2 separate regions of the Anser cygnoides genome follow, and region 2 is linked to region 1. Evidence: chromatin contacts called from public Hi-C data. All regions are on one chromosome and are shown on one strand. The core of a region is the stretch at or near the end of the contact, and the rest is flanking DNA. Distances in the headings are between cores, read along the strand shown.

Evidence for each region. A called contact is a pair of places that touch in the nucleus more often than the background predicts.
Region 2: a contact with region 1 is called in a Hi-C map of liver, with 2.2 times the contacts expected there. The contact joins the promoter of RBM26 here to the promoter of SPRY2 in region 1. A contact is called at or near these places in 3 of 7 Hi-C or Micro-C datasets (granulosa cells and liver).

What each region holds. Positions count from the first base shown.
Region 1 is chr1:165,444,517-165,448,771 of Taihu_goose_T2T_genome, reverse strand. SPRY2 (sprouty RTK signaling antagonist 2) reads right to left here and starts at 1,642. Exons shown (of 2, transcript XM_013193689.3): 1 at 670-1,642.
Region 2 is chr1:165,896,018-165,899,824 of Taihu_goose_T2T_genome, reverse strand. RBM26 (RNA binding motif protein 26) reads right to left here and starts at 1,460. Exons shown (of 25, transcript XM_066987181.1): 1 at 937-1,460. The coding sequence starts at 1,007.

The DNA.
Region 1 (4,255 bases), core at 393-2,892:
ATCACACGAGAAATATACATGTACACACACACACATATTTATCCCAGGCGTGCACTCACTTCCGAATTGCACGGATCTCCCGACGCCACGACAAGACGGGCGTAAATCACGCACTGGAAGGCGGGGGTGCTCGTTCTCCCCCGGGCCGGGGAGCACAAGCAGCTCCTGCCCTCGCCACCCCCGCCGCGCCCTTCCTTCACACCCCCGGGGGCTCGTCGGAAGCCCACGCGTGCCCGGCGGGGCTGGGGCGCTCAGGACAGCCCGTGCCCTGCTCCCCGCAGCAGGGAGATCGCGCCGCAGCCCCCCGCCTCCCCTCGCAGCCCCCGCTGCCACTGCCTGCACCCCCCGCGCAGCCCCGCGCCCCCCGCGCAGCTTTCCGCCCCCCGCGGCACCCCGGCGGGGCGCAAACACGGCGCAGCCCGCAAAACCCCAGCGGAGCTCCCCCCTCGAGAGAAACCGCTCCGAAATCCCACCTCCAGCTCCTCTCTGGGAAAGGAAGGAGAGGGGAAGGGGGGAGAGGGAGAACCTGTGCGAATGGAAAAGGGATCGGCCTCAAACATTTCCACGAGTTTTCTTGGAGCAACCGGGGGGCGGGGGGGGGGGGGGGGGGGGGGGGGGGGGGGGGTGTTACTGAAAAGCTTGTTTTGCAAAGAAGGAAAAGGCTCTCACCGTGATCGCGGCGCTGCACCAAACCCCTCTCTCTCTTGTATTTTCTTCTTCCTGCGGTTTGCAAATAAATCCAGCCCTAAAGCAAAAAAAATTCTTTTCCAAACTCTGCTTTAGTCCAACTTGCAAATTAGAGTAAGAATGATCACCATGTAAAAAGTCCAGAGCAAAGTTAGGTCCCTCTCCCCAGATCGATTATAAATACGTGTGTGCGCGTATATACTATAATAATAATAAAAACACCTCTCCGGATCTGGGTGGGTTTTCTTTGCTCCTAAAAAGAAATCACTCTCACACACACTTTCCCTTTTTTTCGTCAATGAACAGGAGGCCGAATCGCCAATACCAAGTCACTTTTTTGTTGTTGTTGCCAATGATCGAGAGGAAGGGGAAAGCCAAAGAAAACAAAATAAAGTGGATCTAAAATAAAATCCCAAAGCTTTCTTCCACTGAGCTCCTCCAAAAAAGCAGCTTGTGCAATGTAGCCGTTCTGCTCAGAGGCTGCTCGTTGCAAGCTCCTCTCTCCTCTCTCCCTCTAGGTTTCTCGCTCCCTCTGCGAGCGTGTGTTGCAGGCAGCGCTGTGGTTTGCAATCGGGGGGGGGTGTTTTGGGAGCGCAGCGGATTTGTGGTGGTGGTTGTTGTGTGTTTGGAGAAGGAGGAGGAGGAAGATTTGAGATCTGAGCTGTAGGGGCTCGGCGTTTTTCTGCTCGCTCGCTCTCCCCCTCTCTCTCTTTTTCTTTCCGGAGGAGGTAGGGTGATCTCTCTGCAAAAGCAGCAGTAAATGGCGTCATGTGGATCTGAGGAGGAACAGAGCAGTTGTTGTCCCAGAGGATATATCGCATCCGGTCCCAGCTCATTGGCTCTGCGGGGCTACATTCACTGGCGCTCCCAGCGCACTGCCAGCACTCCGAGCTGCGGGAGGCATTCAAAAGGGCAGTGCCGCCGCCACCAGCACCAGCTCTGCTACCACCAGCACCACTGCCACCAGCGCCCCAGCCCTATTTCCGTCCCGCAGCCCCGCTCCTGGGGTCCCGCCGTCGTCCGGCTCTACCGGAGGCTGCTCCGTGCACGCTCGCACGGTGCTCGGGGCTGCTTTTGTGCTCGCGTGTGTTTATTCAGAGGCAGGCAGCGCTCGCTTTGCAGGGCGGCCCAGGGGACCTGGCTTCTCCCGGGCAAGGAGACCCGTTCCCAGGTGCTCCCCGTCCCCCACTCCTTTCCCCCCCCCCCCCCCCCCCCCCCCCCCCACCTCGGTGGAATAAAACTTTAACTTTCTGCTTCCCCCCCCAACACCACCCCTTCCTTTTCAGCAACCAGCCCCTGGCCAAGCTGGGGAGAAGGAAGAAGGGCTGCATATTCCCCGGGGCGTTGTGCCGGGTCTGAAAACGCCGGGGTGCAGAGAGGGGCCCCGGGCTCCGCAAGGGCGGGGGTTGTCGGGGGGGGGGAAAGCAGCAAATCCCCCGCAGGGCGTGCGGCGGGGGCCCGGGCCAGGCTGCTGACAGCGAGCCGCGGTGCTTTCCGTGCCCCGGGCGGCCGGGGTGTGGTGGGGGTGGGGGGGATTTTATTTTATTTATTTTTATTTTATTTATTTTCTATTATTTATGCTATTATTTATTTATTTATTTAACTTTATTTCATTTCGTTTTACTTTATTTCCTTTTACTTTGCTTATTTAGTTTGCTTAAAAAAAAAAAAAAAAAGGAAAGAAAGAAACAGCTTGGTTGCTGTTGTTTTAGTTAATGCCCATTCGCCTGTGGGAGCAGCACCCAAAAGTGACTGTTCGTCTTCTGGGCGTCCCCTGCCACGGTCCCCTTTGGGCGAGCTGCAATCACTGTCGGGGCCACTGTCGCTGGGCCCAGGCATCTTGCTCCTACATGTATCTTTAAGCGCGCAAAGCAGCGTATCCACGTAGGCATTCACAGAGTGCTAATATGCCCGTATCACGTGTGGCCCTGCTTAAAATATACACGGCGTGCAGAGCAGTAATGCATTGCATTATTTACATGAGCTACTCTCGGTGCAAAAAACCCCAACAGCCCTTTTTAAAATACTGGAGGCAATTTGCAGGCACTTCCTCTTCTACACCTGCTAGTCACCACTTTTTGAACGAGGTGGTCGTTATTAATAAAAATAGAAGAAGAAGAAAAAAAAAAGGCAGTGTGATACACTGACGGCCTTCAAGTTTTCATAATTTTCTAGGTGGATACCCATTCGTCCGCAGTAACACTGTGCAGCTACATGTTATTTTTCCTAGTCACTTGACGGGAGGATGCACCGGGTTGCAGAGGTCCACATTTCTCCCACGGGGACTTCACCAGCAGCACAAGGCTGCTGCCCAGGCTCGGATGTTGCCCCCGTCCCATCCCCACCCTCCTCACCCCGGGGGAGCCGCGGATGGAGCCCCTCTGCCAGAGCCCTGAGGAGCTCAGGATCGCTTTTAGGGAGGGCTCCCCGACAGAGGGAGTGCAGGGGTGGGTGGAAGGAGGGGGAGGACAGACACGCAGAGCCCCCCGTGGGCGCCCTGGGCCCTGAATGCTCTGCAGTGCGTGATCAGCAGGATCCTCAGAGTTGGGGGTGCTGGGGGACGGGGTGTTGGGGGGTGTCGTTTGCAAAGCGAAGGTCAGGAGGAAGCTCCCTGCTTGGAGCTGCGCTGCAGAGCGTGCCTGTGGATTCACTGCGGGTGGACCTGCACATCCTCAGGGGTGCACCATGTGGTCAAGACTCTTGTTTCCTCGAGGAAATCCATGGGGTTCATCCGTGAGGGATGTGCACAGGTTAAAACACTAAACACTGGGCAGACAGAAGGCACAATGTTAATTTCACTTTGCTGTGAAAAGAGAGAAAAATCACTTCCTCCCACATAGTAAAGCCAAAAATATGTAAAGGACTCCTTGTATGAGTCTGTTAGATTATTTCTCAGCATATAAATGGAGTACATAAATATAAACTGAAAAAATCGTAATACCATTTTTTTAAATGGGGCAGTCTGTGGTGCAATCAGTAATTTAAATGCCAGTTCTCAAGTACAGGCGTATACACTTAATATAGTGAGTAGTCCTAATGATGGATATGAAAACAGTGAAGCTGTTTGTATTCGTAGAGCCAGTCACGTGTGCAAAATGGTGAAGTATCAATCTCATAGAAAAAAAAACCAAAAGAGAGAGAGAAAATAAAAAGTAAAAACAAACATACAGCATCCCACCACTGTTTAGTTTGAAAGAGAAACACCAAACCTGCAAAGATCTGTGCACAAGCTTATCTACTTAGCTTGCATACAGATAATCAATAACAATGTACAGGTATGAAAAATTAAGCATACAGATATATATATATATTTCATATTGCGATCTCAAAGCTGAATTCTCAGACCTTTAATTTGACGATTCTTTGGGACCAGCTTTCACAGGATTACATACATCACTCACATTTCACAGTTCTTGTAATGGACATTGGCTTAATGCATGTGACTCTGTTTCCCCTAGTGGTTGGCTCTAACCACTGCAAGATCTTTTTTTTTTTTTTTTCTTTTAGCCGAAGCAGACTTTGTTTTTGGAGAGGAAGGTCTTGAATTCATTCTCAGCAGAGGAATGTA
Region 2 (3,807 bases), core at 211-2,710, 450 kb before region 1:
GAGTAAAGCCAACAGGGGCCATGCACCTCAGAAGAAAAGTTAATACCAGAATTAACTTGTAAGCTCTAGTTCTACTGACTCAAATCAAGCTCTAGAAACTTAATATAGCTCTGTTAGAATTGTGTTTTGTAATGGTAAGTCAAGAGTATGTTTTGATCTGAAATGTCTACAGACACTATACTTCCAGAAGATGAAACCTTTTAAACTGAGTTAAGGTATTGATGCTATTAAAACATCATCCAGAGAAGGAAGATGTGTACTACACGGATTATTTGTAGCAGAGCCCTAATTACTCACGTGGATGTTATGTTCAGAGGCCCAGCAGGTACTCACAAATAGGCAAATTATTCTCTGGGGCTCCTACTCCCAAGAGCTCTTCAGAACTGATGCAACAGGGAGGGAAACACCAGAGTGTCAAATATTCAAAACGACTATGAACGATGGGTGAAAAGTGTTAGGGGGCAGACCCCAGAAACGCAAAATATCTATACTAGAAGACATGAGCCCTCTCAGAGAAGGTCACCGCACAGGGTGGCAGGCCGTGGCCATTACCCCGGCCTCTCCGGGGGGAGCTGCGCGGGCTGCACACGCGTTACCTCCCGCTTACTCCAGGCTACAAAGGGAGCGAGCACGGGCGCTGCCGATGAACGTGGTCGCTAGGGGGAGAAGCTGCATCCTTAGGAAAAAGACGGTCCTACCTACCTACCTCCCAGCCGAGGACGGTGCCGGGAGAAGCGGGGGCACGGCACAGCCCCAGGCCCCCACGGAGGGGGAAAAGGGGCGGCGGGGAAGGGGGGCAGCAGGAGGTCACCTCCTGGGGTGCTCTCCCCTCCCCTGAGGATCCCCGTTTTTTTTCCAAAGGAGGATTTTATTTGGGGGGGGGGGGGGGGGGGTAGGATGGGGGCGAGAGAGAGGGTAAGGGTCGCGGCTACTCACATGGGCTCCAAGGTTTTGCTGAGCCAGGATTTCAGCGCCTCGAAGTTTTCTATGATCATTTTAACCACCATCCAGAGCGGCCCGGGCCCCCCGTCTCCCCGGCAGCAGCAGCACCACCACCACCACGGACAAACAACGAGGGCGGCGGGTCCCGTGCCGTCCCACCGGCCGGGACCCCGGCTGCCGCCGCGCCTCCCCCCTCGCCCCCCGAGGCCGAACCCGGTCCCGAGGCCGCCTCTCCCGGTTCGGCAGGGGCCCGAGGCCCAGCGCCACGAAGGGGGCGGAACCAGCCGAGCGGCGGCGGTTGCTCCCCGCTGCTTCGCCGGCAACCGCGGCCCGGCGGCCCCGCGGATCCCTTCCCCTTTTTCTTCCCCTTCCTCCTCCTCCTCCTCCTCCTCCTCTTCCTCCTCGGAGGCGGCCGGCGGGCACGACGAGCCCCGAAACGCGCCGCGCCCCCCACCCCCCCGCGCCCCTCAGCCGCAGAGCGAGGCGGAACGATGGAACGAGCAGGTAAGATGGCGGCGCGGCGCTGTCGCGAGGAGAACGGGTCTCGCGAGGGCTGGGCGGCGCGCGGGGACGGGCGGGAGGCGGGGCGAGGCCGCCGCGCAGGGCCCGTCCGTCAACGCGGCCCCCGGGCCTGGCCCCTCGTGTCGCCGCCCGGGGGGGGAAGCGGCTCGGGAGCGATGGCGCTGTCAGGGCGACCTGGGGAAGAAGGAAGAGAGGAGTTCGGTTCTCGCTCCCCCGTGGCAGAAAATTTCATAAGTGTTTACAGCTGGAAAATTAAAAAAAAAAAAAAAAAGTAAAAATGTCTTTAAAAAAATAAAGTTCTCAGCATTTTTCTGACCAGATCTTCATATCCCATGTTTTTATATTGGTTAGAGTAGAAATTTGTTAAAAAAAAAAAAAGTTCTCAGCATTTTCCTCACCATCACATTCCGTGTTTTTATTACTGTTCAAAACCTCAAGGGAGGGAGAGAGGTATTTTACACCCACCGGTGTACATCTCCTGGATAAAAACACCAGCGTGGTCATAGAATCATTAGAGTTGGAAAAGTCCTCCAAGATCATCTGGTCCAACCACCCCCCTACCACCAATGTCACTCACTATACCATGTCACTAAGTATCGCATCCAGCCTTTCCTTAAACACCCCCAGGGACGGTGACACCACCACCTCCCGATCACAGTGTAAACCCTGCCATGACATGTGGCACTGCTCTTGGGAGCACAATCCCAGCAAACACACATATTGACCTCAAGATGGAGGTTATCCATAGGGTTCAGGCCTAGCAAGGCACGTTAAACCTCTGCTCCATCTCCCCAGCCTCAGGCTCATCGGTTGGGCCCACAAGGGGACACAACAGCACTATGGGGTCATCCTGTGAGACATCTGAAATAGCAATACACGCTACGTATGCTTTTTTTCTGTACCACACATTGACTGAGTAGTAAATGATAATGCCTGATACGACATTTCCTTCCTAGATTCATTAGACTTCTGAAAGGTTGGCATCTCCCCTAAGGTCCTAAGAGGGGTATTTCATATAGTTGATAAACAAAGGCAGATATCCGAGGAAATCATTCACTCTACCTGTCTGAGGACAGAAAGGATGACTCTCGAGCTGCCTTCCTGTTTGTCTCAGGTTTAGAGAGACTTTGGGTAACCAGACTAGATTAGACAGCAACCCTGGTCGTGACCAATCTGTCAATTCATCAGTGTCATAATGTTCTATCTCTGTCACGTGAAGTCAGGATAATAGCAAAAGTAGTCCTGGAGAGCACCGGTGATGGCAAGATGTGTTTGGACAGATGAAGAATGCCTGTCTGTTTTCCTGGTTTGGGAACTCCTTCAAGATTTGCTGCTATCTTCACCCTGTCGATGGCAACCCACCACAGACTGTTGGTACTTATTTCCCCTTGAAAAACCTCAACTTTACCTCTCTGCATCTCTAACAGAGTACAGTTTGTAGACTATTATGATCCTTATTCACGATTTTTCATGCTGCTGAGAAGAACTTCACCTCTGCAGCGAAAGTGTTAAGAAGTCTGGTATCTGGTATCCATGATAGCTAAATAAGAGTTGGAGGAGAATATGGCAGCTGCGTATAATTATTTGTACTTCGACTGTCATCTTCAAAATTTGTTTCAAAACTAGGAAGTCTAGCAAGCCAACCAAATAAACTGCTAGCTCAGTGGATACTTCTGTGATGACTTTCCAATTACAAGATACACTCTAATTTCCTTGCATAGTGGAGAGTGAGCAGCACATCCGGTCAGTAGACAGAAAGATACCAGCGCCTGATATTCCCTGGAGGCTGTTTTTTACACATGTAAAAGGACCTTGGCTCACAATCACCAACTTGTAAGTAAATTCCCCCGAACATATAAAAAGGGCCACTAAGCTTGGGATTCTGATCTGTCTTTGAAGGGACAGGCACATAGAAATTAGGCATTGTGATAAGAATCTAAATTTGTTTTTGGATCTGGCCCTTAATCCTTTGCAAAAACCATCGTCTAGTGGAAATAACTCAGGCAAACACTGTCAGTCTGCTTCACTCTCATCTTTTTAATGATCTCTGATCCTCGAATATACAACAGCCAGCAAGAAAACACATCCTCAGAGTCTTCTCCTCATAAAATGTTTGGATATAAGCATGGTAGTAACTTTTCTGTGATTGATGCCTCATTTTCTAAACTGCTGTTCAGAAGCACAGGACTGTAAGTAAATGAAATTTGTTATCCACAAAAGTATTTCACAAGCACATTTTATGCACTGCATAAGACTTGTCTTCATGTGGTAATTTATGGACATTAGTGTGTTGATATAAGCATGGTATTATCACCCTTCTGTGGCAATATCAAGGGTAGCTAT